6 separate regions of the Mus musculus genome follow, and all the other regions are linked to region 5. A link is a contact called in public HiChIP or PLAC-seq and promoter capture Hi-C data. All regions are on one chromosome and are shown on one strand. The core of a region is the stretch at or near the end of the contact, and the rest is flanking DNA. Distances in the headings are between cores, read along the strand shown. Region 1 holds the start of Plekhg2 (pleckstrin homology domain containing, family G (with RhoGef domain) member 2). Region 2 holds the start of C230062I16Rik (a long non-coding RNA gene). Region 3 holds the start of Mrps12 (mitochondrial ribosomal protein S12). Region 4 holds the start of Zfp260 (zinc finger protein 260). Region 5 holds the start of Dpf1 (D4, zinc and double PHD fingers family 1). Region 6 holds the start of Zfp82 (zinc finger protein 82).

The links. Promoter capture Hi-C pulls out the DNA fragments that hold promoters and counts their contacts. HiChIP or PLAC-seq counts read pairs in DNA pulled down with a chosen protein or histone mark. Capture Hi-C pulls out chosen DNA fragments and counts their contacts.
Region 1: a contact with region 5 is called in an H3K4me3 HiChIP or PLAC-seq map of forebrain, with 6 times the contacts expected there. The contact joins the promoter of Plekhg2 here to the promoter of Dpf1 in region 5. A contact is called at or near these places in 2 of 115 datasets of contacts at active chromatin or transcription factors (forebrain and memory CD8 T cells).
Region 2: an H3K4me3 HiChIP or PLAC-seq map of embryonic stem cells shows a contact between it and region 5, with 10 read pairs. The contact joins the promoter of C230062I16Rik here to the promoter of Dpf1 in region 5. A contact is called at or near these places in 1 of 39 promoter capture datasets (liver), 1 of 484 Hi-C or Micro-C datasets (embryonic stem cells) and 3 of 115 datasets of contacts at active chromatin or transcription factors (bone marrow-derived macrophages, embryonic stem cells and pancreatic cancer cells).
Region 3: a promoter capture Hi-C map of liver shows a contact between it and region 5, with 2.1 times the contacts expected there. The contact joins the promoter of Mrps12 here to the promoter of Dpf1 in region 5. A contact is called at or near these places in 4 of 39 promoter capture datasets (the SN4741 cell line, hippocampal neurons, liver and 1 more), 3 of 115 datasets of contacts at active chromatin or transcription factors (bone marrow-derived macrophages, embryonic forebrain and fetal liver) and 1 of 9 other capture datasets (adipose tissue).
Region 4: a contact with region 5 is called in an HNF4G HiChIP or PLAC-seq map of pancreatic cancer cells. The contact joins the promoter of Zfp260 here to the promoter of Dpf1 in region 5. A contact is called at or near these places in 1 of 39 promoter capture datasets (embryonic stem cells), 1 of 484 Hi-C or Micro-C datasets (embryonic stem cells) and 2 of 115 datasets of contacts at active chromatin or transcription factors (bone marrow-derived macrophages and pancreatic cancer cells).
Region 6: a contact with region 5 is called in a promoter capture Hi-C map of pancreatic islet, with 4 times the contacts expected there. The contact joins the promoter of Zfp82 here to the promoter of Dpf1 in region 5. A contact is called at or near these places in 1 of 39 promoter capture datasets (liver), 1 of 484 Hi-C or Micro-C datasets (embryonic stem cells), 2 of 115 datasets of contacts at active chromatin or transcription factors (bone marrow-derived macrophages and pancreatic cancer cells) and 1 of 9 other capture datasets (pancreatic islet).

Annotation. Positions count from the first base shown.
Region 1 is chr7:28,371,296-28,374,342 of GRCm38.p6, reverse strand. Plekhg2 (pleckstrin homology domain containing, family G (with RhoGef domain) member 2) reads left to right here and starts at 1,681. Exons shown (of 19, transcript NM_138752.2): 1 at 1,681-2,483. n-TIaat16 (a tRNA gene) reads right to left here and starts at 1,344; the gene lies at 1,250-1,344.
Region 2 is chr7:29,950,639-29,953,964 of GRCm38.p6, reverse strand. It overlaps C230062I16Rik (a long non-coding RNA gene), which reads right to left and starts at 1,912. Exons shown (of 4, transcript XR_003946630.1): 1 at 9-1,912. It overlaps Zfp74 (zinc finger protein 74), which reads left to right. Exons shown (of 6, transcript NM_178384.4): 1 at 1-110; 2 at 2,075-2,251.
Region 3 is chr7:28,740,264-28,743,575 of GRCm38.p6, reverse strand. Mrps12 (mitochondrial ribosomal protein S12) reads left to right here and starts at 1,755. Exons shown (of 3, transcript NM_011885.5): 1 at 1,755-1,811; 2 at 2,022-2,089. The coding sequence starts at 2,041. Sars2 (seryl-aminoacyl-tRNA synthetase 2) reads right to left here and starts at 1,608. Exons shown (of 16, transcript NM_023637.3): 1 at 1,294-1,608. The coding sequence starts at 1,560.
Region 4 is chr7:30,093,697-30,096,611 of GRCm38.p6, reverse strand. It overlaps Zfp260 (zinc finger protein 260), which reads right to left and starts at 1,536. Exons shown (of 3, transcript NM_011981.4): 1 at 1,401-1,536.
Region 5 is chr7:29,306,627-29,309,890 of GRCm38.p6, reverse strand. It overlaps Dpf1 (D4, zinc and double PHD fingers family 1), which reads right to left and starts at 1,890. Exons shown (of 12, transcript NM_001368371.1): 1 at 1,793-1,890; 2 at 320-480; 3 at 139-246. The coding sequence starts at 1,821.
Region 6 is chr7:30,071,097-30,074,430 of GRCm38.p6, reverse strand. It overlaps Zfp82 (zinc finger protein 82), which reads left to right and starts at 1,608. Exons shown (of 7, transcript NM_177889.5): 1 at 1,608-1,650; 2 at 2,292-2,402.

The sequences.
Region 1 (3,047 bases), core at 432-2,931, 940 kb after region 5:
TACAGCTCACTCCAGCCTCCAGGGCCCTCTCATCGAAAGCCCACCTTACTAGTATCCAGTTCTAAAAGGACCTGTGTAGTAAGTTGCTCCCGGAAGCTTGTTAGAACACCAGAGGCAAATCACAAAGGTCAAAATCCTCACCACAGCCAACAGCCTGCATCTCCACACCCCCACCTCTTCTCACCTGCTCCACGAACACACCCATCTTCAGCCTTAGAGTGTTATCTGGAACATCTCTCTGGTGTTCCCATGGCTCCTTCCCCTCCTCCAGGTGTCTGTCTGTTCAAAGATCTCCCCTGGGGCCGGAGAGATGGATCAGCAGTTAAGAACACTGGCGGCTCTGACAGAGCACCTGGTTTGATTCCCTGCACCATAACCCTCTGAAACTGCAGTTCCAGGGGATCTGCCGCCCTCCTCCAGTCTCTTTGGACACCAAGCATGAACATGGTACACAGACACACTTGCAGGCCAAACACCCATACACATAAAATAAAAACAGTCCATCCATGACAGCTATGATAATCTGCATCCCACCCTACTTATCCATACTTATCAGTAGCTAATCTAACGATACAGTTACACTCCCAGATGGTGAGGGAGCCAGGAGTTTAGGCCAGTCTGGGTAACATAGGGAAAGTCAAATTTTAAAAAAAAGTACTTAATTCGTAGACTTTCAGTACTCAGTCTCCTTAGTAAAAAGTCAAGTCCTCAGAGACAGAGGATACAGTTCCTAGTGAGTGGTCAGTAAAAAAAAAAAAAAAAAAAAAAAAAATCTGTTCAGAAACCTGTAGAAGACAAATATCCATAAAGAGTGTGTTGTAAGCATCCATCCATCCCTGGGATCTGAGATTTGGATTTTATCTGACGCCCAGGCCATCTAATAAGAGACGTTATTGCCCTCTGGCGACCAGAATAGAAACTGCAACTTTGGGACTGTTCCACAGACCATTGCAAAAAATTCACAAAGAAATGTTCATTCTTCAAAAATTCTGTAGTTTCCGGGTACAGTGACGCACGTCTTTAATACCAGTACTAGGGAGGCAGAGGCAGAGGCAGAGGCAGTGGCAGGCGCTCTCTGTGAGTTCGAGGCCAGCCCGGTCTACATAATGACTTCCAGACCAGCCAGAGAGTTACATGGTGAGACCCTGTCTCAAACAAGCCAAAACATTTGATTGAAATTATAAAATGTGAAGACTTCTAAACTGATGAGAGAACACCAGAAAAGAGGTAGATGAGTTAAAAAAAGAAGTGCTCCAGGTGAGGATCGAACTCACAACCTCGGCATCGCTTACGCCTAGCACTGACATATAAGTACCGCGCGCTAACCGATTGCGCCACTGGAGCTCCGGCCGCACCCTCGCGCCACAAAGTCCTTCAGTCAGTTGTAGTCGCAGGACTTTGTTGAACGGCTCGGCCCAACATTGCATATGCAAATATAAAGCCCGCCGATCGACCAATAAGAACAAGAGTGTGAGACTATTCCAGATTCTCACGCCTCCTGGGCCCTTGCTGTAAAAGGTAAAAAGTCCTCCCGGCTCTAGGCTCTTGGAATGTGGGCGGTGACTCGCCGTTGGAACCGCTTGCTTGCAATTATTCAGAGTAGGGGGCGGGGATTTTAAAAGCCTTTACGGGAGGGCGTGCCGGAAGGCGGCCCCTCCCCCCAGCAGGCGGGAACAGGATGTGAGCCGCGGCGGCGGCAAAGGGGAGGAGAAGCCTTGGGCGGCCGCCCCCCGCCCCACATCTGGGACCCGACTCTCCCCGCCCCAGATGCGGCGTTGCCGCTGCCCCCAGAGCCCCAGGACACTCATCCCGGAGCCCGAGGCGTTCATAGTCTTGGGCCCAGGCGTCCGGGAACTCTGTCCCGCGTTTTAAGAGACCCGCAAGTCCCGGCTCCCGCAGAGGGGCCGGGACCTCTGATGTCCAGCGCCCCCTCCTGGAGGAGCCCGGGGCTCGGGAAGTCAGCCCCGAGGCTGGAGGCCCGTCCCGTACCCGGCTTCGAAGACCGTAGGATCTGTGGCCGTGCATCCTTCCCACGGGGTCCCAACTCTGAGTCCAAGACCCCCTCCTGGAGCCACTTGGGGACAGGACCTCGCGCCTCGACTTAGGGCTGCAGCATCCATCACCTCCAGGAGACCGAGGAGTTAGCCAGTCCTTGCGGTCCCTCCCGGAGGTGACTTCACTCCTGCCCCTCGGGTTCTGGAAACTCTGGAATCCCGGTGCTCCCGACAACACACAGCCCTACCTAGAAGACTGAGGAGTTTGGGTCCCCAGCGCCCTGGTCTGAGACTCGAGTAGAGGGTTGCAGCATCTTCTATTTAGAACACCGAGACTTCGGACTCCGGATCCCAACTCTCCCCGGATTCTGGAGTCCGAGAACCCCAAGTTCACGACCTTAAGTCTGGGTTGTGAGCCTCCCCAGGGATCGCGCGTTACGGTCCAGACGCGCGGGACTCCCGACCCCAAGGCCCGTGGCTCCCCGGGAGGTGAGGGGAGCGAGGGGCCCGGGGCTGGGGGAGGGGGCGGCGCCGAAGCGGAACAATGAGGGGGCGTGCCGGCGGGGGGTAGCGGAGGCGCCGGCTGGAGTTGGGGGCTGCAACTGCACAGGGGAGAATCCAACGGTGGGGACCGCGGTTGGGGCGCCGAGGGACCGACTGGAGCTGGGTGGAGGACTCGGGGCCAGCGCCCCAGTACGCCGTCTTGGGCGGGGTAAGGAACAGTCTGTAGGACCCTGGCATCCGGTCCCCCAGCCTCCGCCCTCCCCTGGGACCCCGCGGCCTCTCCCGCCCACGGTTTTTCCCAGCCCTGCCCCTCGCCCTCAGCTTCAGCCTGAGCCTGAGAGTTCCCAGGATCCCTGAGCCTTGGGAGGGGGGCCCCCAGACAGATGGGACTTGCAGACTCAGGCACTTTTGCTGTCTTCGTTCTTTGTCTCAACCTTTTTCCATCTTTGGCTTGTATTCTCAGCCCCTTCTTCCTGTCACTTTGTATCTTCTTGGGGCCCCTCCTTGAGTTTAGATCAGCTTCCAGCACCCTATCTGTGAGTAGGAGCG
Region 2 (3,326 bases), core at 663-3,162, 640 kb before region 5:
GCCCTTACCCGAGCCTTGGCCACTCTCCTGACTCGCACGCCGAAGGCCAGACCCGCCCGGCGAGCCGCGCGGCCCTCTGGGAAGTGCTACCCTGCGCCTAGCGGACCCAGGTTTGTGGGTCTTCTTTCCCAGCCTAGCAGCACCAGGCCGTAGCCCGGAGGCTGTGAGCCTTGGGCGGCGTCGGGTTGGGGGATCGAGACCCGTGGCCCGGCTCAGCGTTGAGTCCCGGAAGCCGTGAGCTGGAGGCCAGGACTCTTTGTGCTGGGTGGAAGCCAGGGCCCTGTAGAGCGGTCGCGGGTGTGGGTAGAGGACGGGATGCCTGCGGTTTGCAGCAGCCGTGATGTGACTATAATTTGCTCGTTATCCTTTATGTGCCTTTACGAACGTGGGTGCACATGTGATGGCTGAGATAATGAATGAATGCATTAATGAAAAACTCTGTGGGTGGAAGTTAGGCGGGTAGGATTGTGTGGAGATGTGTGAAGACCGCGTTTGAACGAGTGCTACCTTTAGCCGTTTATAATAATTGAAAATATTTTTATATGAAGCATCAGTATCTCCAGGACTTGACTATTTTCCTGTATTGACAAACTGTCTTGTGTACATGACAGGCGAAATTCATTTGCCTTGCAGCCCAACTCCATTTCCCAAATAGCAAGATACAGAAAAGCCCAAAGACTAAAAATTATTTATTTCTCCTAGTCAGTCATGCAGCTCCTGACAAATTGACTTCTTTACACTCGTGAGCATGAACGCGTACATTTATGTGCTCATATAAAGAGCATGGCCTCTTAAAAGAGCAGTAACGGGCTGGAGAAATGGCTCAGTGGTTAAGAGCACCGGCTGCTCTTCCAGAGGTCCTGAGTTCAATTCCCAGCAACCACATGGTGGCTCATAACCATCTCTAATAGGATCTGATGCCCTCTTCTGGTGTGTCTGAAGATGGCTACAGTGTACTCACATAAAATAAACAAATCTAAAAAAAAGAAAAAAAAAGAGCAGTAACATCATATATACAGTTCTGTAACTTACGGCTCTTATTTAACCATTGATGTTGTTAACATATTGACATCAACAATTACACATTTCAAGTGTATACCATTTAAACACACACACACAACACACACACACACATATATATATCCTGATTAATTTCTGTTTTCAACCTCTTGAAGTTATAAACCAAGTTCATGCAGAACTGTTTGGCAATGCTGTAATGTACCCCATTTCCTCCCTCATACCTCCTCTTGTTTCCTCCCTCTCTTCGGGTGGCTTTTAGAAGTGGAGTTGATATGTTAACAAGCATATCCTTATTAAAATCTTCCAAAATCTAAATAATTATACCCAATGTAAAGTTCTAACATCCTACAATATTACTGAAATAATCAATGCATCAGTATTTCAGTAATATTGGAATAGAGATATACCCTGGATAGCAATGAATACTGTAAGTAACAGAATCTTTACCTTCATAGTTATAAAATAAAATTTAGGTTGCAATGAGAGACCAAACCTTTTGGGTTCAGACTCCGTCTCCTCTTAGAGAACCTGACCTAAGGTGGAACTTAAAGTTAGCTAACAGGCCAATAGCTAGCATCAGTTTCCAGGCTACACCCCAACAAGACCTGTGCCTACCAGTTTCCAGGTTACCCCCCAACAAAACCTGCTTCTGGCACCAGATCTGCACCTCCAGGTTACAAGCCTGACCCTGACACTTCCCTTCCTAACAACCAACATAAGGAGGAAAGCAGGAGTTAAGTTTATGGTTTGGCTTAAATTTATATTAAAGGCCATAATGAATCCCCAATCAGGTGTGCACCAGGCTAGATACCTTCTTCTTGCCTCTATAAATGCTTGCCTGAAACTGAACTCAGGGCACCGTGTTTCTGCTGTGTCAGGGTTGGCAGGGAGCCCATGAGACCCTAATGTGACTGCATTGGATGGGGCTCCTTGGTGGTCTTTTTGGGGTTCATGAAGGTTTCATGGCACAACAGCAGTACTCGTTAGCAAGATCAATCATTTAAGTAAAGATCTCTTTTGTGATTTGTTTCCTAAGGTGGTGCTCTGTTTTCAGCTCTCATTTTCAGAGTTCTTCCTGCGCTGAGGAGCCTTTTATAAACTCAATATTTATTGAATGTTGGACATATATCAGTCAATTGTTGGTGTGTGGGATATAGCAGCGAACAAAAGAAGCAGTGACCCCCCCCCCTCTCATGATGCTTACATTGCCGAGGACCAGATAATAAACAAAGTAAGTAAATATGAACCATATCAGATGCTGAAAAATACTTAGAAAAAAAAAAGTCAAAATAGGAGGCTATTTAGAATTAGAGATGGGAAGTAGAGTCTAGATGGAGGGCCAGGGAGGACAGAAAAGGAGCGGTAGATGACAGGAGGAACACAGCGAGGTTCAAGTACAACGGAGAAAGGGTTATTCCATACAGGGAACATGCAGTTGTCAAGGTTTTGATGTTTTCATGCTTGCTCTGATGAACACACTGGCAGTGGCTGAAACAGCCAAGGAGGGGGAAGGCCAGGGGTGGCTGGGTGGGGGGAGAGCAGAGGAAGTTGGGCTTCGTAGACCGCAGTACCTTGAGTGAGATGGGAGGTATTTTGAGCATGTGGATAATAATCTATCTGCTCAATGGCAGCTTTTGCTGCTCTGGTGACAGCTGGAAAAGGAGTGAAGAAGGGTCAGGGGTGGGGTGAGGGAGGGGGCAGAAAGACCAATTAGGAAGTTTTTTTTTGTTTTTTTGTTTTTGTAAGATTTATTTATTATATAAGTACACTGTAGCTGTCTTCAGACACACCAGAAGAGGGCATCTGATCTCTTTATGGGTGGTTGTGAGCCACCATGTGGTTGCTGGGATTTGAACTCAGGACCTTGGAAAGAGCAGTCAGTGTTTTAATCGCTGAGCCATCTCTCCAGCCCCAGGAAGATCTTAGAATAGTCCAGGGGAAATATGTTGGAGATCAGGACCAGCAGTAGTAACAGGCAGTACACTCAATACAGCATAAAACAGAGCTGTGGCGGTAGGTGGCTGCAAGAGCAGAGCCACCATGTGACTGTAACAAGATGGCACAGTGTTTATTCATAGACTGCAAATGTAAGTTAAGAATTCAATTCTTTTTTTTTTGGTTGCTTTGTTTGTTATTTGAGACAGGTTTTCCCTGTGTAGCTCTTGCTGTCCGGGAACTTGCTTTGTAGACCAGGCTGGACATGAACTCAGAGATCTGCCTGCCTCTGCCTCCCAAGTGCTGGGATTAAAGGCATGCACCACCACTGTCTGGCTAAGAACTCAGTTCTTGAGAATGGAGGGGGATCT
Region 3 (3,312 bases), core at 506-3,005, 570 kb after region 5:
TATTTTTTATTTATTTATTTATTTTTTTACAAGACAGGGTTTCTCTGTATAGCCCTGGCTTCCTGGAACTCACTCTGTAGACCAGGCTGGCCTCGAACTCAGAAATCTGTCTGCCTCTGCCTCCCGAGTGCTGGGATTAAAGGCGTGCACCACCACCGCCCGGCTCCTTTCTTCTATTATTAAGCATGTACGTGACTTTCTTGTGTTTGCGCTTAAATGAGGGGTCAGAAGACAATTCTCTCAAGAATTGGTTTTCTCCTACCACCAGGAAATTGAACTCCGGTTATCAGGTTTGGCAGGAAGTGCCCTATTTGGCTTAGCCACCAGTGCTTACTGGTGAAAAACTAAACATGACAAAAACTTGAAATATGGCTAAAGTGATTGACAATGACTGGTGGTGTGAGAGTCTGTAGTGACCTGAATGAGAAATGTCCCCCATATCCTGACATTTGAACATGGTCAAATGATCAGTGGCTGGTGATGTTTGGGGAGGCTTAGGAGGCGTGGCCTTGCTGGAGGAAATATGTTCCTGGAGGTGGGCTTTGAGAGCTTAAAGCCTCGTCCTGCATCTAGTTTGAGGTCTGTGCTTCATGATTGTGGTTAAAGATGTGTGCTGTCAGCTTACTGCTCTGTGACCTGCTGCTATTCTGCCATTCCCTACCAAGCCCAAAATAAATCCTTCTGTAAGTTGCTTTGTTCATGGTGTTTTATCAAGGCAACAGAGTTGGGAAGATTCATCTATTACATTCGGAATTCACTACCGGCATGGAGACCCCCAATTTTAGTTCCCTATAAGGTAGAATTATGGCGCATAGTCTTAACCTCTGGATCATAAATACATGAACAGATATACCTTAAATATCTGTTTAGCAGGTATTTATCCATTCAACTCCATCAGGATGTTTATAGCAGGATGCAAAGCTCTGTCTCCAAAATTCCCTCTGATTCACACCTCCCTCCTCATTTTTCTTTGTGGCCTAAGGGTGAGCCCGGCACGAAGTTTGAGTACAGAAGACAATGGTATTTAGGTTCTGGGAGTACAGTAGATACCAACTGTCGAATTATGAAATGCATGCAAAAGGGCATGTAGGTCACAGAAGGCATCCACGACGTTCAATAGGGCCTCAGTTCTCCCTAGATCATTGGCACCTAAGTGGGTGTCATGCACAAGACATTGCCTAACTTGGGAAGGAACCCAAATTCCTGTTGAGTAGTTTTTCCCACAACTGGAATGCATCTGGTAAACCCAGTTCTGTAAAGCATCCTGCTCCCTCAGGGCGCAAGCGCACTCACAATCGCAGGCAGGTCGGCCGGCCGCAGCTCCCCCTTGCGGAGCTCCAGGGAGCGCGCGGCTTTTTCTGGGCATGCGCACACCGACTCCATGTCCAAGTAGGGAAGCTCGCTGTAGCCCTCTCGTGCGTGTTCGTACAGGAGGTTCCGGACTCGTTTCTCCGTAGCGAAACTCCTCCTTGGGTTCTGGCTGCACACGCAGCGTCCTCGGGACCGGAGCCCCTGGCGAGCCAGGAAAGGCCACCAAAGCCGCGCCATGGACGCAGCCATCTTGGAGTGGAAACAAGAAGTCACTCATCATGGACGAGCCAATCAGACGCGCAAGGAGATTTCCCGCCCAGGCTTCAGAATCCCTTCCAATGAGGAAAATGGAACTCAGCTAGAATCTGTTATTGTCCAATCGTCATCCTTGTCCCGTCCCTTCAGTGACGCAGGAAAGATCTAGCCAATCACTAAGGAGGAACCCCGGAAGGGGCTGGAGGTAGGGGTTGGCGTGTGTGCGACCCCGCTAGGTTGGTGAGGTGGGTGCAGTTATCTGTGATCCAGATCTCTCCTCTCTCCTCAGTTTCCCCTTCCAGTATCCGGGCAAGGGCGGTTGGGTCCTTGGGGGCCTACTCAGAAGGAGACTGAATTTGCGAGGGGACTTTCTGTTTTAGAGGAGATTCTAGAAGGCTCTGAGAGTGGGTTTCTGGTCCCAACCTCCTTTCTGAATGTCTTCTCTCCTAATACAGGGACGCTGCAGGCGGCGAGATGTCCTGGCCCGGCCTTCTTTATGGCCTCACCACGTCCCTCAGTCGTGGTAAGTGAGCATGGGCCACAGGGACGAGGACAGCTCCCTGGCATTTGCGTGTTTTTGCCAGATTTCGGATGGTATCATCTTTAAGCACGGTGCCTTTTCTATTTTGGAGACAGGGTTTCACTGTAGTCCAGGTCAACTTCCAAATCACTTTGTAGACAGGATGGCCTTGACCTCCTGACTACCGCTTCAATCTCCCAAGTTCTGGAGTTACAGGCGTTTTCTACCACGCTCCCGGCTCAGGGGGCAGGAGGTGGGAAGGTCCTGTGTTCTTAGAGTTTAAGTCAGTCTTAGTCATGGCTCCCCTGCATCGATAGCGGTGAATCCCTGAGATTGCATTGCCTGGTGATATTCTGTCTTAGTTTGTGTAAGTGCACTCTCGATGTCCGTGTAACAATCATACCAACAAATGCTCCTTTCTTGGCATGTCTCCCTGCTTAGGTGTCTCTCAGTAGTGTTTATTCCTTCAGTGTTTATTGATCACCCCCTACAGGTGAGAAGGCCAAGCTAAGAAGTTTAGTGGTGGCGCACACCTTTAATCCCAGCACTCGGGAGGCAGGCAGATTTCTGAGTTCGAGGCCAGGCTGGTCTACAAAGTGAGTTCCAGGACAGCCAGGGCTACACAGAGAAACCCTGTCTCAAAAAACCAAAAAAAAAAAAAAAAAAAGAAGAAGAAGAAGTTTAGTTATTCATTCACGTGCTATTTTTCTAATTCTAAGACGGGCCACCCATTGGAGGACAACTTTTATGTTCCTAGACATTGCCCAGACATCAGGTTTGTACACAGTGTTCTGAGGGAGGCAGGCATTGGGTATTCCATTCACATGGTATTTCGAGACAGGGTTTCTCTGTGTAGCCCTGGCTGTCCTGGAACTCACTCTGTAGACCAGGCTGGCCTCGAACTTAGAAATCCGCCTGCCTCTGCCTCCGGAGTGCTGGGATTAAAGAGCAGTCAGTGCTCTTACCCTCTGAGCCATCTCGCCAGCCCGCAACCAGTGCTCTTAACCACTGAGGTATCTTTCCAGCCCCTGTATGAATGTGTGTATGTAAGTGCAACCCATGGGTGTGTCAGATCCTCTGGAACTAGAGGTGTGTGAGCCACCACTGTGGGTGCTGCGAATCAAATGGTCGTCCTTTGCAGGAGCAACAAGTGCTTCTAACCACGAGCCATCTGTCCCCACTGAATAGTCTTAGACTTGGATTCCTATCTAGAATACGGAAACCTA
Region 4 (2,915 bases), core at 287-2,786, 790 kb before region 5:
AAAAAAAAAAAGAAAATAAAGAAAAGAAAAAAGAAAAGAAAAACATGTTTTAAAAAGATGTGTGACAAGCTAGGCAAGGTGGCGCACACCTTTAATCCCAGCACTCAGGAGGCAGACGCAGTTGGAACATCCTAGTTTGGAGCAGCTTAATCTATAGAGCGAATTCCAAAACAGTTAGGGCCACACTGAGACTACCCTGACTCAGAAGGAAGGAAGGAAGGAAGGAAGGAAGGAAGGAAGGAAGGAAGGAAGGAAGGAAGGAGGGAGAAATGAAAGCAAAACGATGATGAGCCAGCTATAACAGCGCATGCCTTTAGTCCCAGCACTTGGGAAGCCTATCTCGAGAGTTCCAGGACAAGCAGGACTATGAACGCAGACCATTTTTTGTTGTTTGTCATGTTTTAAAGACTGACCAAAAACTACTCAGAAGAAAATCTGTATGTTAACAAAAGCTACTTGGTATGGATAAATCTGGACAAATTAGGAGTCTTAATTTGGAGCTGAAGGGATTGCTCAGTGGATAAGAACACTGGCTGTTCTTCCAAAGGACTCTAGTTCAACTCCCTGTACCCACATGCCAGCTCACAACTGTCTATAATTCCAGTTCCAGGGGATCCAATGTCTTCTTTTGGCCTCTGCAGGTTCCACGTACACATATATTCAGGCAACACACACACACACACACACACACACACACGAGCCCTGTCCTTTGACAAATCAGAGTGCTAAATTAAATAGCTTTCTTGACCTCTCTGTGCTAAAGGGGGGACAATTAATTACCTTACTGATTCAATCCCATCTGCAGCAGTGAAAAGTACATTCTAAGGGCTAGTCCGTAAATTTGGGACTACTCAAAACTAGCTCATCTGGTTTTTCCAAGTAGCAAGTTAATGCCTACAGATGTGTAGGCATCCAATAACGAGTTATTGGAAATCTTTGTTACAAAGAATATTTTTCAAAGGAACGTTGGTTTCATTTTTTTACTGTAGACTTGTTTTGATTTTTAAAAACCAGGTTTAAAACTACTCACTCAATTATCTTTTTCCCTTTCCTGTTTTCCAGAAGAAAAAAAAACACCTCGTTTTTATTTTTAAAATAAATGCGACATGTATTAGAAAACCACCCCTGTATTTTTACAAACTTGAAACCAGTTTCTCGCTCACTCGAAACAAACCAAAACACACCCTTACACGTATGCTCACCCCGCCCGCAAACCCACCCCGGTTTCTGATCTCCCCAGCCCCCATCCACCCAAGTTCTCAGCTCCACCATCACAGTAGGCGTTTTCGCCCCTTCAGGCATCCTCGCCCGGGCAGGTGGGTAAACCCTCCCCCACAGCTCCTTTGCCTTTACTCAGTCTGGGAAAATCCCGGTCCTACAGACCCCGAAATCAAACTCACCCAGACAAAGGCGACGATGGCGAGCCACGAAGCCTGCGCCTGCGCACTCCTTCAGTGAGCTAGCACTCCCAGAGGTCTCTGCCCACCAGGGCTCTGAACTAGAGGATCTTTTTCCATTCTAGTCTCTCTCTTTCGCTCTCTTTTTAACTGTGAACTACATTTCCCAGAAGTCTCAGGGGTTCTAGTTAATTTCCCCTCCACTCTCCCGAGAACTTTTCCCAGTGGATAAGTAGTAAAAGGTTGGAACTCAGATACTACCACTTTTACACTGTGTTACCGCAAAGGACAATGGTGTGCCAAGGTGTGTAATGAGTGCAGCTTAAACTCACAGAATAGGCTTTTCCTTGCCTCCAGGGCGAGATTCCCAGTAAGGCGCAATCCTCTGGGTTTTACGGGAGAGGACGCCATCTTGGCCACCGTGGCGCACTGCTGAACTACATTTCCCAGAAGGCATCTCAGGCTGATAGTTGGCAGCTCTGCAGAGAGTTGTATCAGACTCTGGTGTTAAGGAAGCGATTGCTACAGTATCACAAACTGAAGCCAGGCTGGAATTGAGACTGATAATTGGGTTCAGACTAAACAATCAGGAAAATGAACTATTGTGAAATTGTAATTTTTGTAGCCGTATGTCCTAGGGTTGTGACAGTGTGTAACAATGTGGAAAGCAGTATGCAGGTGAGTTGTGGGGTCCTGTGGGAGGTTTGTTAATGCGTTACCTGAGTGTTAGGTCCCAAAACTGGGGCAAATGGCTGAGATGCCTGTTAACATATCAAAGCAGCTGATGGCCTGGTGAAGGTGTTACAGCTCTAAAGGGAAAGCTATCCTACAGTTGGGAGCCAAGGAATACCACAAAGTCACACCCTACAGCAAACCTCGGGAGAGATGTATTAGGAAAGCCTCAAGAAGTTGGGTGCCTTTGCTTGGGAGAGAATCAACAAAGAACAGAACAGGAGGCAGGCATTATATAGGGTTTGGGGGGAAAGGAGGCGGGGCTTCCAGGGCGGCCTGGGATTCTTCCCCCCGCCCCCGCCCTTTTTTCCTCTATAGAGTGGATCTTGTCTGTATCTCAAGGGGCTGGAAACAGCCTTCTCAGTGGTAGAACAGTCTAGAAGGCTGGCCCTGAATACTCTTGCACATCAAGGGACTGGGCCAGGCCATTAGATTAGTATAGAGGTGGGGCCTGGCTACCTGTGCTTGTCCTGGGCTACCCTGCCTCCTACCCTGAAATCTCCCACCAGAGTTGGGCTGTCCCTTCCCCAGCTTCTCTTCCCTATATAATCTAGCCCGTTTGACCTCTTGTCCACCATGCTTGGTTTTCTGCTCTCCTGACCTCTAGGCTTCTGCCTCTCTCCTTATCAAACAGCCCAGTGTGAAACCAAAAAGGTGCCACCGTGAACTGTGAGCTAAATTCTTGATCCTGGAATATATGACTGTCCTTATGGCTTACCAATATGTCTTACCAGATACCTTCCCAGGTACCCTTTTACATGATACATTCCCACACCCACCCCACAC
Region 5 (3,264 bases), core at 641-3,140:
TAACTCAAGACATCCGGGGACAGATAGTCTGCTGGAGGGACACTCAGGATAATAAAGACGAAGTTCAGCCGGGGAGCAGGGAGGGCTGAAGGCCTTGATTGGGGCCACAGCAGGCGCAGGGGACACAGCTCCACCCACCGATCTTGTACTCGCAGGGCCGGAGCCTGGGGTCCTCCAGGATGTTGAGTCTCCGTTTCTTCCTCCAACAGCGGGCGGGGTAAGTGTAGATCTGTCCCGGGGCCAAACCTGGAGGAGAGAGGCTGTGAAAGTGAGGTCCCCGGACTCAGGCCCCGCCCCACCCCAGCCTCGCGGCGAGTACCAGGCCCGCGGTGGGTCTTCTCCATCCAGATGTAGCAGTTGTTCTGGGCCACTCCGGTCTGCGAGTCGAGGAAAGGCAGGCGCAGGCTGCGCTCGGCACACAGGCGCGCGTTGTAGCTGCGACAGTGCTCGATGGCCTCCCGGTAGAAGTCCTCGCCAAGGCTGTGGGGGCGGGCGAGCAGCGGGCGGGCGGCTGTCAGCAAGGGCTAGTGCAGGGAGGCCCAGCACCCTCCCGCGGCTGCCCGTTCCCACTGCTCCGCAAAGGGCAAGCCGGCCAGGTCCACCTTCACCTCCCCCATCTTCTCCCACCCCTCTGGATCCGGGGGCGGGGCAGGGTGCTGGCAGGGAAGCAGCTACCTAAAACTTGATTATGTCTCGGGTTAAGAAGTGTTCACAGACAATATAAAAACAAACCAAAACATACCGGGACCCATCCACACATGAACGTAGCCAAACACCCAATACAAACAAATCGCACATGGCCACACGGGATTCACACACAAAGAGAAACGTATCCCAATCTTCACAAAGGAGTAGCAAACAAATTCTCTCTGTCACACAGACACACATCTCTTGCAGAACACAAATAATCCAAATCAAAAAAAGCCATAGAACTACCTATGAATGTCATGTATCCAGAGACCCAGATGGTTCCAGAGACAGCTTATCCACAAAGACCCACAACATGGAAACACACCACACAACACTCATCCCAACAGTCACACAATGTCAAAAGATAGGGACCCTATAAACATTTACATATGCGCTTACATATCCATCCAAAGACACTCCAGCCAAACACACAATACAAAGACATCACTGAGATTTTCAAGGGTACACATACACAGAAACCCCAAATTTAAAATGCATCCCCAAATACACAGGTACACGCCTTGGAAACAGAGGGGCAGTCAGGTCTGCTCATGTTCACACAAAAATTTAGACCTATCCTCACACGTCCATATCCAAAGACACAGAACATAAATGGTGCAGATTCGCCAGACATGTGCACACACTTCGAGACCCAAATACTCAGATAGGTAGTGCAGAATAAAAGAAACCCTATACATACCCACACATTCAGCTACAAAGCAAAAAGCAATGTATAAGTCGCTCAACACACTCCACACCCCAAGACAAAGGTAGCGTGGATTCGAGTGTACCCAGGCCCCAGCTTCCCTAGACCATGTACCCTCTCTCAAACCCTGGCATCCCTGGGAGGGGACATGACCCCTTTCCCCTAAAAATCCTTGGAGACCCCTCCCCCACGCCCTCTCCCAGTCCTGGAGCAACGCGTCGGACATCATTCTTGCTAAACACCCTCAGTCACATACACTCGCACCCCCGCACGCGGTGACAGCCCCCTGACACCCCACCAGCCCCACCCCCAGCGGCCACACACATACACACGCGCGCGCGCGGCCGCACAGACCCGCCCGCGCCGACTCCCCCGCCTCGCGCCCACCCGCACCACCTCAGGGGGCTGGGGATGACCGTGGCCATCTTGCTCCCCGGGTCCTGCCCCCAGCAGGTCCCTGCCGGGTCGGTCCTCCCAGCGGTCGGGCGGGCGCTGAGGCCGCCCATCCATTCATTCCCAGGGGGCGGGAGCACGAGGATCTCAGCCAATCAGGATGGCAGGGCGGGCCGCCCAGGCCATGCCGGGAGTGGTAGTCCCTAGCGGGTCCTCCGACCCAGGGGGTGGGGTGGGGGAGGGATGGAGGATCTCGCAGTCGTTCACACACGCTCACTCACACGCACTTCCAGCCCCACGTGCACAGACGCATGCACGCACACACGCGCACATGGCAGCTTACACATAGTCACACTACACTCGCAGACTTCCATTCACCCCACCTTCACGCACAACCGGCCACAGGCGCGCGGGGACCTCGCAGGTGCCCACCCAGCTGTGTCACCAGCACGCCAAACGCCACCTAGCACTCCAAGCTGTAGAGAACCCATCGTGACTGAGAGATGACTCTCGCGGCCACCCCAGTCCACTCCTACGAAGGACTACAGAACTGCCTTCCTTCTTCCTGGCCTCAAATCCTCGCTTGTGGGACTTGGTGCGCATGACTTAAGCTAAGCGTTCTGGGCCTGTCTCAACGGACTGAAGATTACAATAGCAACAGGGTAAGTGACTGTTTTAGGGACAGCATCTTGCTGTTCAGCCCAAACTGGCCATTTTTCCTGTCTCTCCAAGTGCTGAAATTAGTGTGTGACGCCATACCAGGCAAGTGCTGGAATTAGTACCTGGCAGATACCTATAAATTCATTTATTCCACCGAGAAGATATCTACAAAGAGGATCTGATATGTACCAAGGCATAAAGTGGTTGCACTGTTATTAGGAAGAATAAATAGCCTGCCTTAGCAGGTGTTCAACAAATATTTGTTGAGTGAATACTTAACACTCACTATGTGCTTAACACAGCTCTCTCCAGGTTAAACCGGACTATCCTCATTTTCTAGAGAAGGGCTTTGAGATCCTGGGAGGAAACCTTACCTGTTCTCAGCCCCTGGCTGCTGTCTGGATATAGAATTCGTGTGCCTGCACACGTCCCTACAGGATCCTCCTTGCCTCCTTTTCTCTCCCACACTCTACCCTAAGAGATCCCCAGAGAATGAGCTGACCTACTGAATATCACACACACACACACACACACACACACACACACACACGACTCACACTCAGCCCCACCTCTGGGGAATAACTTAGCATTCTGATTAGAGTGGCAGCATAAATTAGCATATCAAGTGTTAATACAAAAAAAATTCTTGTCCAGCAGGGGGCGGTCCACCCATCATAAGTCTCAAGGTTTCCCGCACTTCACACACACAATACACCTCTAGACTGCTATAGCTCCCTTCCACAAATGTCCCCATCCACCCACCCACCCACCCATCTCAGGCGTCCCCCGGCACTGCAGGGTGTCTGATTTACGTC
Region 6 (3,334 bases), core at 359-2,858, 760 kb before region 5:
GTTGTTTGTTTGTTTGTTTGTTTCGAGACAGGGTTTCTCTGTATAGCCCTGGCTGTCCTGGAACTCACTTTGTAGACAAGGCTGGCCTCGAACTCAGAAATCGGCCTGCCTCTGCCTCCCACGTGCTGGGATTAAAGGTGTGCGCCACCATGCCCGGCCACATTTGATTATTTTAAGTTTTAGTTTGTACAGCATCCCTGGTGTAGAGGTCACAGGGGAAATTGGTTCTCTCCTTCTCCCATGTGGTTCCCAGAGAATGCACAGCAAACTCCACTGCGCCATCTCTCTGGCTTGAAAGTTATTAATTTTAAAACTAGAAATAAAACAGGTGTGTTTTCTCATGGAAGATTTAAACATAAATAAGACAACAACACCTTTTGACCTTATTTTCCCCAAGAGTAATCATAATCAGTAGTTTATTTCATGAGATGGCAAGTTCTGCCTGAGATCAGTTTTTTTTTTTTTTTAAGAATTATTTATTTATCTATTTATTTTAAAGATTTATTTATTTTTATTGTATATAAGTACACTGAGCTGTCTTCAGACACTCCAGAAGAGGGAGTCGATCATTACAGATGGTTGTGAGCCACCATGTGGTTGCTGGGATTTGAACTTCGGACCTTCGGAAGAGCAGTCGGGTGCTCTTACCCACTGAGCCATCTCACCAGCCCCCGAGTTTTTTTTTTTTTTTTTTTTAATTAATCATGTTTATGTGCTATATAGCATGTTCCATGTGGGAGTGATTCTACCACCTGACTCATTGTTTTATCAGGGTAGGGCTGTGCCTTCGTTAGTCACTGCTTAGTATTCATTGTTATCCCTATTTACTGAAAGGCTTAACTTTCCACAAGCTGTAGCATTAGAGAATATAATTATAGATGATCAATTAATCAGAAATTTAACCATCACGTTTACTTTATATACTTGAGACCAGGTCTTATATAGCCCTGGCTGGCTTGGAACTCACTATGTAACTCAGGCTGGCCTCAAACTTTTGAGTGATTCTTCTGCCTTCAAAGTGATAAGAATATAGGCACATACCAGCTCAACCATTTTATTATTTATTTTCTGGCAATTTAAAAATATAGGAACGAAAGGTATTTAAGTTGATGATCCAGCACTTTAATCCCAGCATTTGGAAGGCAGAGGCAGGAGGATTTCTGAGTTCAAGGCCAGCCTCGTCTACTGAGTGAGTTCCAGGACAACCAGGACTACACAGAGAAACCCTGTCTCTCCAAAAAAAAAAAAAAAATCCTGGTTAAGAAAGAAGAAAATCTTAAGAACCTGGGTAAAAGCAAACTACATGATAGGAATGTCCTTTAAAATCTTATTCTAAGACGTAGTCATTTGCAGTCACCTCCACAACAAACATGACTATATCAAATGCACAAATCTCCAAACGAAAATCCGATTTTCCTCAAATACTTAATCAGAGTTGAGGTTCTGCTCCTCTCCCTGTCCTGGTCCCAAACGGAGCACACAGTGAGTGTGGCGCATGCGCACGCGGTGCGTGCGGCTGTCCCTCCCAGCAGTCCCCGCGCAACGCCCTGTAGGCTCTCGGGGGTCTGGAGATGCAGCCACTGTCACCTCAGCGCGTGGGGCGGGGCAACTGAGCCGAGCCTGGGTCCCAGTTCCGTGAACTTAGTGAAGGTGCTGCAGGGAGCAGGGGGTAAGGGCGGGGACAGGGAGGCCCCGCGCCCCTCATACTGGGTCCGCGCCTCGGCTTGCTGCGTGGGGACCACAGTGGCGAGCTGTGCCTGCTGGGCGTGGCAGGGCGTCGGGGTGGCAGCCACCGCGACTGAGTGCGGCCCGGAAGCCACGGCGTGATGGCATTTGTGCGAGTGAATGGGGTGCAGAGCGGTTGTGTGAGCGAGGTTGCCGAGGTCCTGGTGTGTGTGATTCTGGCCCCAGGCTCGGCTGCGGTGTAGCCACATCAGTCCCAAAGAGGAATGGTTCCCCAGCCATTCACCTGAGCAACACACAAGACTCCCAGTAAACAAAGCAAAGAGCTCCGGGTCTTGAGAGGGGTCTGAAAGATGGTCCCCGATCCCCAACACACACACCCTTGGCTGGTTCCCTGGGGTTACCCCCAACACGCCACACGTGCTCAGATACAGTCACTCGCTGGACAGGCTGTGTGCGATCCACCTAGGGAGCTATTGTAAACTTCCTGGCCATCTGCCGCCCTGGCCTTTCTTAGGTACCAGGGCAGGACAGCTGAACTCGCTCCCGGGTGTGAGTGATGGGTGGTGGTGACCGATTGGTTGTGTCTTGTGCTTTGATTTAACTAGGCTGGACAAGGCTCCGAGAAAAGTTTGGACGTTAACATTCGCTCCTACTCCAGCCTGCCTTTAAGTGCTCACAGGAAGGGGAGGGATAAATCGCTGTTGCCTGTTTAAAAGGTAAGGTCAGGGGGGGTCAATCTTACCTCTTGGATCTGTGAAAGGCACTTTAATTTTTTAGTGGATCAGAACATTTGTTATTTTTAAATGTCTGGTTCTTAGAAACAGAGCCTGACTCCTTACACCACCCAGTGCCTGTACGTACATACGTATCCGCTTTTCAGTGTTTTTTTTTTTGGGGGGGGGGGACAGGACGACAACCCTCCCTCCAAGGAGATCGGGCTTTATTTTTATAGCTGGGTTTTATTTTTAATACTATGCTGTAGAGCTCTTAGAACAGTTGCTGATATTCATAAATACCAAATGCTTAGTAAACAGCAGCTGTTTGTTAATGTGGTGATTAGGGGTGATTCCAACACCAAGGGAGTGGTGTGTATGGGTATCTACTTAATTGTGATGTACATTTATTTTTAAGATTTATTTTTGTAAAAAAAAAAAGGGGGGGGCTGGAAAGATGGCTCAGCGGTTAAGAACACTCTTCCAGAGGTCCTGAGTTCAATTCCCAGCCACCACATGGTGGCTCACAACCATCTGTAATGGGATCTAATGCCTTCTTCTGGTGTGTCTGAAGACAGCTATAGTGCACTCACATACATAAAAAAGTCTTTAAAAAAAATCCGTTTATCCTTCCAGCCTCTGCTCCCAAAATGACAACTCTGGGACTAATTATGTATTATTAAATGCCTTGCTTCAAGACTAGCTTGTAGTTTATTTAACCCATTCAAACTATTCTATGTCTACTAATTGGTTAGTTTACCTTTCCTCAGTGTCGACCTGCTTCTTCTTTAATGTCTCTCCCAGTGTCTCTCTCAGAGCCTCTCTCTGTGCCACCTTTTATTCTCTCACTATTTCCCTGAATCCTCTCTTCCTCCTAGTGTCCCACATCCTTTCCTTTCCTTTTAGATTTATTTATTGGGCTGGAGAGATGGCTC